Regions from separate parts of the Mus musculus genome. Here region 2 is linked to region 1. A link is a contact called in public HiChIP or PLAC-seq data. All regions are on one chromosome and are shown on one strand. The core of a region is the stretch at or near the end of the contact, and the rest is flanking DNA. Distances in the headings are between cores, read along the strand shown.

Region 1 (3,511 bases), core at 178-2,677:
CTCCAGTTCCAAGGAATGTGATGCCCTCTTCTGGCCTCCATGAGCACCAGGCACACAGATATACATGCAGGCAAACCACCTAACACACCTAAAATAAAAAATTTTTAAATTGTAATATAAGCCCTCTGTGGTCAGGTACTTGCTTAGCATGTTTGAGGCTGTGGCTTTGCACTGATGAGGGCTTACTCATGGGGCCTAGGGAGAGTTATCAATATAATTACTGTATTAGCAACACTCTATTGTATATGTAATGTGCAGTGAAGAGAACTTAGGTCTGTAAGCTATATCCTACTCTACTTGCCTCTAAACCTTCAGTAAGAAACCTAACACATAAATGAATGCTGACCAGGATGGTACCCAGCGGGTACACTGTCCCTTACAATGCACTGGGCAGTGGCTGTAGCTCACAGGACAGACCCTTGGGTATGATTCTTCTCTGCACTGACCATTTGCCCAATCATCCTCCACCTTTTGTGCAATCTCTTTTACCAAGGTAGTCTATGTGACCAGTAAAATGTGGAAAAAAGACAACATACAATTTTCAAGATTAGGTTATAAAAGGCACTATGGTAAACTGGGTGGTGGTGGCACACAGAGCCAGGCAGAGCGCTTTGAGTTCCAAGACCAGCCTGGTCTATACAGTGAGATCCGGGACAGTTAGGGTTACACAGACAAAATGTCTCAAATAAATAAATAAATAAATAAATAAATAAATAAATAAGGGGAAGCTCCATGGAAACAGCATGGTGGCACACACCAAAAATCCCAGCACTTGAGAGGCTGAGGCCGGAAGATTGGTAGTTTAAGGCCAGCGGGTCACTTCTAAATAATCATGATTCGAGGACCCTCGGAGAGTCCTGTGGAGAAAAGTGACAAGGGTGCGGCACTAGCTCAACAGCTAGAGGGGGACGCGACCAGGCGTGCCAGTTAAGTGAGGTGCTGTTAACTTTTCCTGGGGAGACGCCACCAAACCCCAAAAAACCCCTGGGGGACACGAACCACAGCCCAAAGCGCGATTTCACAGAAGTCTCTACAACTCGGCGAGACAGAAGTCTCTACAACTCGGCGAGACCCGTGAGGGTACTGGACGTGTACGGAGCACCAGTGACGGGTTACTCACGGGCGAGGGCGAGCAGTGCTCCAAGTCACTCAGAACCCGCGTGGGCGAATACGACCGTTGACCAACCGGGCGCCTTCTCCTCCTCCTCCCACGTCCATTGCCGGGTTCCGGGCTCGCCAGGCGGCCTCTATGTGGTTGCTAAGCACGAAGCGCAGGCGGTAGAAGATGGCCAGTATGTCCTGATTGCCAAGGTTCCCCATGGCCACCTGACGATCCAGAGGCATGGCGCCCGGACCGAGCAGGACCTCCTGAGATTAACTGTTACCGCCGCCGCCTCAGAGACCAACTGCCGTGGGCGCGCGCTCACAGCGCGTGGAAGTAAGCTCCGCCCCCAACGCCCCGCCCCCCAGCCCCGCCCACACCCAGCGCCCCAGCCACTCTTCTTCTGCCTCTCGCGCAGGCCGCTCTGGCCCTGCCCCCTCAAGCCCCGCCTCCTGCTCGTCGCCCACGTGCCGCTCGTTCTGTTCCCGCCCTTACTGCCCTCACTGCCCTCACGTGCGCAGACGCCAAGTGCTCAGGTGCGCCTGCGCCTCTACAGAAAGCGAAGGGGTGGCCAAAGCAGGACTTTACCCTCACGCTGTACTGTCACTGGTCCTGTTTTATTCTCCGCTAAAGCCAAACCCTGAATCTGTGGTAGAAAATTATTATTATTATTGTTATTATTTTTTGTAGAAAATTTTGGTTTTGGTTACTGGAGAGACCGCTCAGTAATTAAGAGCGCTGAGTGTTCTTCAAGAGGACCCAAAGTTGGATTGTCAACATTGACAACCTCAGTTGGAGGGGGACTTCACACCCTCTTCTGGCCTCCACACACAGGCAATAGGCACTATAGGCTCGTGGTACAGATATACATAAATACAGGCAAAGCACAGTAACAGGAAATAAAAATCATATATACATATACATAAACATACACACACACATATATATATATGGAGAGAGAGAGAGAGAGAGAGATGGGGGTCGTATGTAATCCAATTTAGCATCGAACTCATGTAGTTGAGGATGAAGCTGACTTTTTGATCCTTCTGCCTCCATAAACCGAGTGTTGGAAGGACAGACATGCATCACCACCGTGTTTCTGCTCGGATGGAAGGGTATCCTGGGACTTGGAAGCCCAGGAATCACAGCTACTCCTGAGCAAGGGGGAGGGGGCTTCTCTGGAATGTGGCTGATATGTCCAATGAGATATTAACTATGAATATCTGTGTATATGCTTGTGGTCATCTGAGAGTCCTGGAGCTGGTGACCCTCTGGAAGAGCCTTAGACTATCTTAAGTAATGAGCCATCTTTCCAGCACCCCACGAGCTTAGCTAGCACCTGGGCTCCACCCCAAGCTTACAGGACACCAGTAACTGGAAGGCTGAAACTCCAAGCAGGTGCCTCTTTTAGAAGGGTGTGGGGTAGCTGGAAGGCTGAAACTCCAAGCAGGTGCCTCTTTTAGAAGGGTGTGGGGTAGCTGGAGAACCTGGCCTCAGGTAGGGTGCAGCTGTAGAAGAAGAGGTTTGAGAGTCAAGTTCAGCTGGCTGCTTGCCAGCTCCCTGGCTTTCAGCATTTTCTTCTCCAGGGGTGCCCTTTGCGCCTCTGCACTGTTTTGTTAACTCTTTTCTTTTTTCTTTTCTTTTCTCTTCTCTTTTATTTTTTCTTTTCTATTCTTTTCTTCTTTCTTTCTTTCTTTCTTTCTTTCTTTCTTTCTTTCTTTCTTTCTTTCTTTCTTTCTTTCTTTCCTTCTTTCTTTCTTTTTCCAAGACAGGGTTTCTCTGTGTAGCCCTGGCTGTCCTGGAACTCACTTTGTAGACCAGGCTGGCCTCGAACTCAGAAATCTGCCTGCCTCTGCCTCCCGAGTGCTGGGATGAAAGGTGTGCGCCACCACGCCTAGCTTTTTTTTTTTTTTTTTTTAAGATTTATTTATTATATGTAAGTACACTGTAGCTGTCTTCAGACACTCCAGAAGAGGGCACCAGATCTCATTGTGGATGGTTGTGAACCACCATGTGGTTGCTGGGATTTCAGCTCAGGATCTTCAGAAGAGCAGTCAGTGCTCTTAACTGTTGAGCCATCTCTCCAGTCCCCTTGTTAACTTTTCTAGAAACACATTTTATTCTCTCTTTACCGTAGGTAGGGCACCACTGGCAACTGTGACAACTAGCCACAACCACAGTTCGACTCAAATCCAGCAGACCAAACCAATGACTTTAATCAGGGTCATTTTTCCAGGCACTGGTGGTGGGGGGAGGGGGATGAACGAGCAATTATGGGTAGCACTGAAGGAAAGCTCCCACCCCCAGGAATCACTAGCTACTCTAGCTTCTGGAAGGGACAGGGCTTAATGGGCCTGGAAAAGTCAGAGAGGTCTGATAGGCTACTCTGTTGGCCACACATGGCGTTGG
Region 2 (3,589 bases), core at 504-3,003, 120 kb after region 1:
GCAGAGGAAACATCTGCCGGAGAATATATCACCACAACAGTTTGCCTCTTACACATATCTATTCAGCACGGTCTCACACACACTAGCCACCGAGTCACCAACAAATCACCTATTGCTTATTCAAAATGGTGGAGCATCCTCCATCCTTCCACGGGTCAGCCTGCATGACCCGGGACCTCCCCCTCTTCCAGACCTCCAGACTGTAAGGACCACATAGGTCTAGAACTGCCAAAGCTTAGTGGGCGTCATCTACCCATTCACGGGTAGGGCAGAGGTGGGGCCATGAGCCATGCAACTCACTGTCTCAGGAGCAGGGCACATTGGAGCCAAACCACAGGAATGAGTGACATGAACCAGTTATAGCCTGCGTGTGCCCCTTGTTCCTTCTGAGGAAAATACAGCTAACCCCCATTCTGCAGTTGGGAGTCTGAGACGGGGTCTAGCCATGTAGCTCAGGTTGGCCTTGACCTTGTGTAGCTCAGGCTGACTTTGAACACATGCCAATTATCCTGCCCTAACCTCCTAACCGTGGAATTCCAGCCACATGTCACCGAATGCAAATGAGGACATGGCCATTCCGAGATGTGGTTGATGAGAAGGGGTGAGCACAGCCAGAGGGAGAGAGAGTCCAGAGCAAGGAGAGAAAGTAGTGGACTGAACTTGGCCGGTAGACTGAACGGGGCCACGAGGGGCGGGGGACAACTGAGAGAGGAAGAGGAGAGATGCGTGTGTTTGTTGGGGGCGGGGGACCAAGAGGACAAGGACAGTGTTTGGCTTAATGGCAGGGTTATATAGGAAAGAGAAGCTGGGAGGGAGTGGGGGAGGGGGTGGGGGTGGAGTGAAGCCCCTGGGTTGGAGAGGTTTAGGGTAGGGGTTGGGTGAGAAGAGCTGAGAGGAGCCACAGGTATTAAGTGAGCCTGACCACCCGGTGTGTGTGCTTTGGTGTGCTAACAGGAACCACAGTTAGTCATTTGTCCTGAGTTTCTTTGGGACCCAACAGTCACCACACCAGAATCTCTAATTTTATACTGTAAGAAACCAAAGTCCTGTGAGCCAATGGGACCACCCAGATCACAGCTAATAAGCACAGGTCTGTGTCCAGTCACCAACACACAGCACCTAAGTGGCCCACGGTACAGTGTCCTGCCTAACTGGAAAGTCACACAGGAAAATTGCCTGCCCCAACTGCAGCCTTTGCAGATCCTGATTGAACCCGCTGCATGACTGTGCCTCTCCTCTGACACGGCACCAGGCACACCAGGAGGACCTTTCCTTTACTAGCAGCGACATGATAAAAGCATGCATATTGGGTATGGAGACAAGGATTCACATAAGGTGAAATCTACTCTTGTCCTGCACAGCTAGACACAGGGGACAGGGCTGGGGCTAGGGCAGCTGGGGCTGGGGCTGGGGCTAGGGCTAGGGAGGCTGGGGCTGGGGCTAGAGCTAGGGCGGCTGGGGCTAGAGCTAGGGCGGCTGGGGATGGGGCTAGGGCTAGGGTGGTGTCAGGTGTGACTGTCAGAGAATCCCACTTGTGCTGGGTGGTGGTGGTGCATACCTTTAATCCCAGCAGATCAGCTTGGTCTACACAGCAAGTTCCAGGATAGCCATGGCTACATAGAGAAACCCTGTCTCGAAAGACTTAAAAAACAAAACAAACACTTCCCCATTTTCAAGCAGGGCTTATGTAGGTGGCAGCTGGTCCCCACATACTTTTCTGAGCCCCTGGTGTCCAGGGAGTTCCTTGTGAACTGCTGCAGGCTGCCAGCCAGCAGTGCCTACAAAGCCTGAGTCACAGCAACCTCCCCTTGGGATCTGTACCTGCTTCACTGGACCAGCCTCATCTCCAAACCAAAGTGACAGACACTGGTCCCCAGGAGCACAGCAGCAGGGGCCTTGTAAAGATAAACGCCTGTCTGCTCTGACAACGCCAGAGGGAACGAAACAAAGTGACTCCAGGAAACACATGACATTTCATCTTTTTGAAACACATCATGGTTGTTTAACCCTTTTAAAAATGCAACGTTGAATGAATATGAACACATTTTAAGGAGTTGCATCATGGCTAGGCAGTGGGGGCGCACGCCTTTCATCCCAGCACTCGGGAGGCAGAGGCAGGTGGATCTTTGAGTTCAAGGCCAGCCTGGTCTACAGAGTGAGTTCCAGTTCAGCCAGGGCTATACAGAGAAACCCTGTCTTGAAAAACCAAAATAGATAGATAGATAGATAGGTAGGTAGATAGATAGACAGACAGACAGAAAGACAGAGAGAGAGAGAGAGAGAGAGAGAGAGAGAGAGACAGACACAGAGAGAAACAGAAGAAGAGGAGAAGGAAGAAGAATGAGGAGGAGGAAGAGGAGGAAGGGGGAAGAGGAAGGGAGGGGAGGAGGAAGAAGAGGAGAGGAAAAGGAGGAGGGAAAGGGAGGGGGAGGAGGAGGGGAGGGGAGGAGGAGGAGGGAGGAGGAATAGAAGCTGCAGCAGCAGCTTCATCAGGGGCTGGAGAGATGACTCACATTTACAGACACTGCTCTCGCAGACAGAGGTTTTAGTTCCCAACCCTACTTTGACGAGCCTGTAACCCCAGCTCTGGGTAATCTGGTGCCCCCTCCTGGTTTCCTTGGGTCACACACATGGGACACACACACAAATAATAAGATAAAGTCAGATGTGGTGGCACACACCTTTAATCCCAGCACTTGGGAGGCAGAGGCAGGTAGATCTCTGTGAGTTCTAGGCCAGCCTGGTCTACATGGCAAGTTCCAGGCCATCCAGAGGTACCTATCTCAAAAATAATAAATCTTTAAAAAAGGAAGTTCCATCACATACCGAAGCTGTTGTTTTTGTGTGTGCATGTGTGCGTGCGTGCGTGCGTGCGTGTGTGTGTGTGTGTGTGCATGTGTGCACTTGCAAGTGCTTGAGCCCCAGTGATGTGGACTCCTCCACCTTGCATTGAGTCTTTATTTACAAGGCCTGCTCAGGAAAGCACTCTGGAAAACTGAAATTCCAAAACGGGTGTTTAGCAGGGACTGGGTGGAGCGACTGTGGGAAGGTCCAAGCTGGGGTCCTTCTTCTCGCTGCTGGTCACTTCCAGGTTGTGAGGACACTTCTTCCTGAGTCTCTCGAGCGGCCTGCTCTGGGCCCCACTGGCTGGCCTGGGCGGTTTCTAAGCTCTCGTTCAGCCCCGTCACCCTGGGCCAGCTCCTCGTCATACCTGAAACAGATCACTGGAGAATCACTGGGAGGCCTTGTTCAGGGGCGGCAGTGACACAGTGGCCACTGGGCTGCTGCAGAACAAACACGTCACTAGAAGGAGCCACCTAGCTCCAGATTCTGGCATCCCGCTTCCCTCTCCAGCCCACATGTCACATGAGACCACGGAGCCTTCGAGAGAAACCCAGCTAAACGGTCACTGTAGACAGTCCGCCCATCCTAGACAGACGCCATTTTAACGGGCTCCGGGCAGGATTTGGCACTGGTCTTGGGAGAGTAGTGAATGAGAAACTAGTCAGCCTGGGGGCTGGGGAGATGGCTCAGTGGGTAAGAGCACTGACTGCTCTTCCAAAGGTCCTGAGTTCAAATCTCAGCAACC

What was found. HiChIP or PLAC-seq counts read pairs in DNA pulled down with a chosen protein or histone mark.
Region 2: a CTCF HiChIP or PLAC-seq map of the NIH/3T3 cell line shows a contact between it and region 1, with 13 read pairs. The contact joins the enhancer-like site here to the promoter of 1700001L05Rik in region 1. A contact is called at or near these places in 6 of 39 promoter capture datasets (the C10 cell line, the HPC-7 cell line, embryonic stem cells and 3 more), 3 of 15 datasets of contacts at CTCF or cohesin (the NIH/3T3 cell line, large pre-B cells and pro-B cells), 88 of 484 Hi-C or Micro-C datasets (8-cell embryo, B cells, the BV-2 cell line and 40 more), 20 of 115 datasets of contacts at active chromatin or transcription factors (the HPC-7 cell line, acute myeloid leukemia, bone marrow-derived dendritic cells and 11 more) and 4 of 9 other capture datasets (adipose tissue, embryonic stem cells, liver and 1 more).

The regions. Positions count from the first base shown.
Region 1 is chr15:83,365,870-83,369,380 of GRCm38.p6, forward strand. 1700001L05Rik (RIKEN cDNA 1700001L05 gene) reads right to left here and starts at 1,428. Exons shown (of 4, transcript NR_027980.1): 1 at 1,121-1,428.
Region 2 is chr15:83,481,103-83,484,691 of GRCm38.p6, forward strand. It overlaps Ttll1 (tubulin tyrosine ligase-like 1), which reads right to left. Exons shown (of 12, transcript NM_178869.4): 12 at 2,667-3,211. The coding sequence ends at 3,082. Among named protein-coding and RNA genes, the nearest start is that of Gm52181, 4.8 kb to the left of the region's middle. Within about 2 kb of position 1,754, at least 52 of the 459 cell types and tissues checked have an H3K27ac peak or open chromatin away from gene starts, as enhancers often do. A contact at or near this core is called in B cells, the BV-2 cell line, the C2C12 cell line and 13 more, where this site is marked.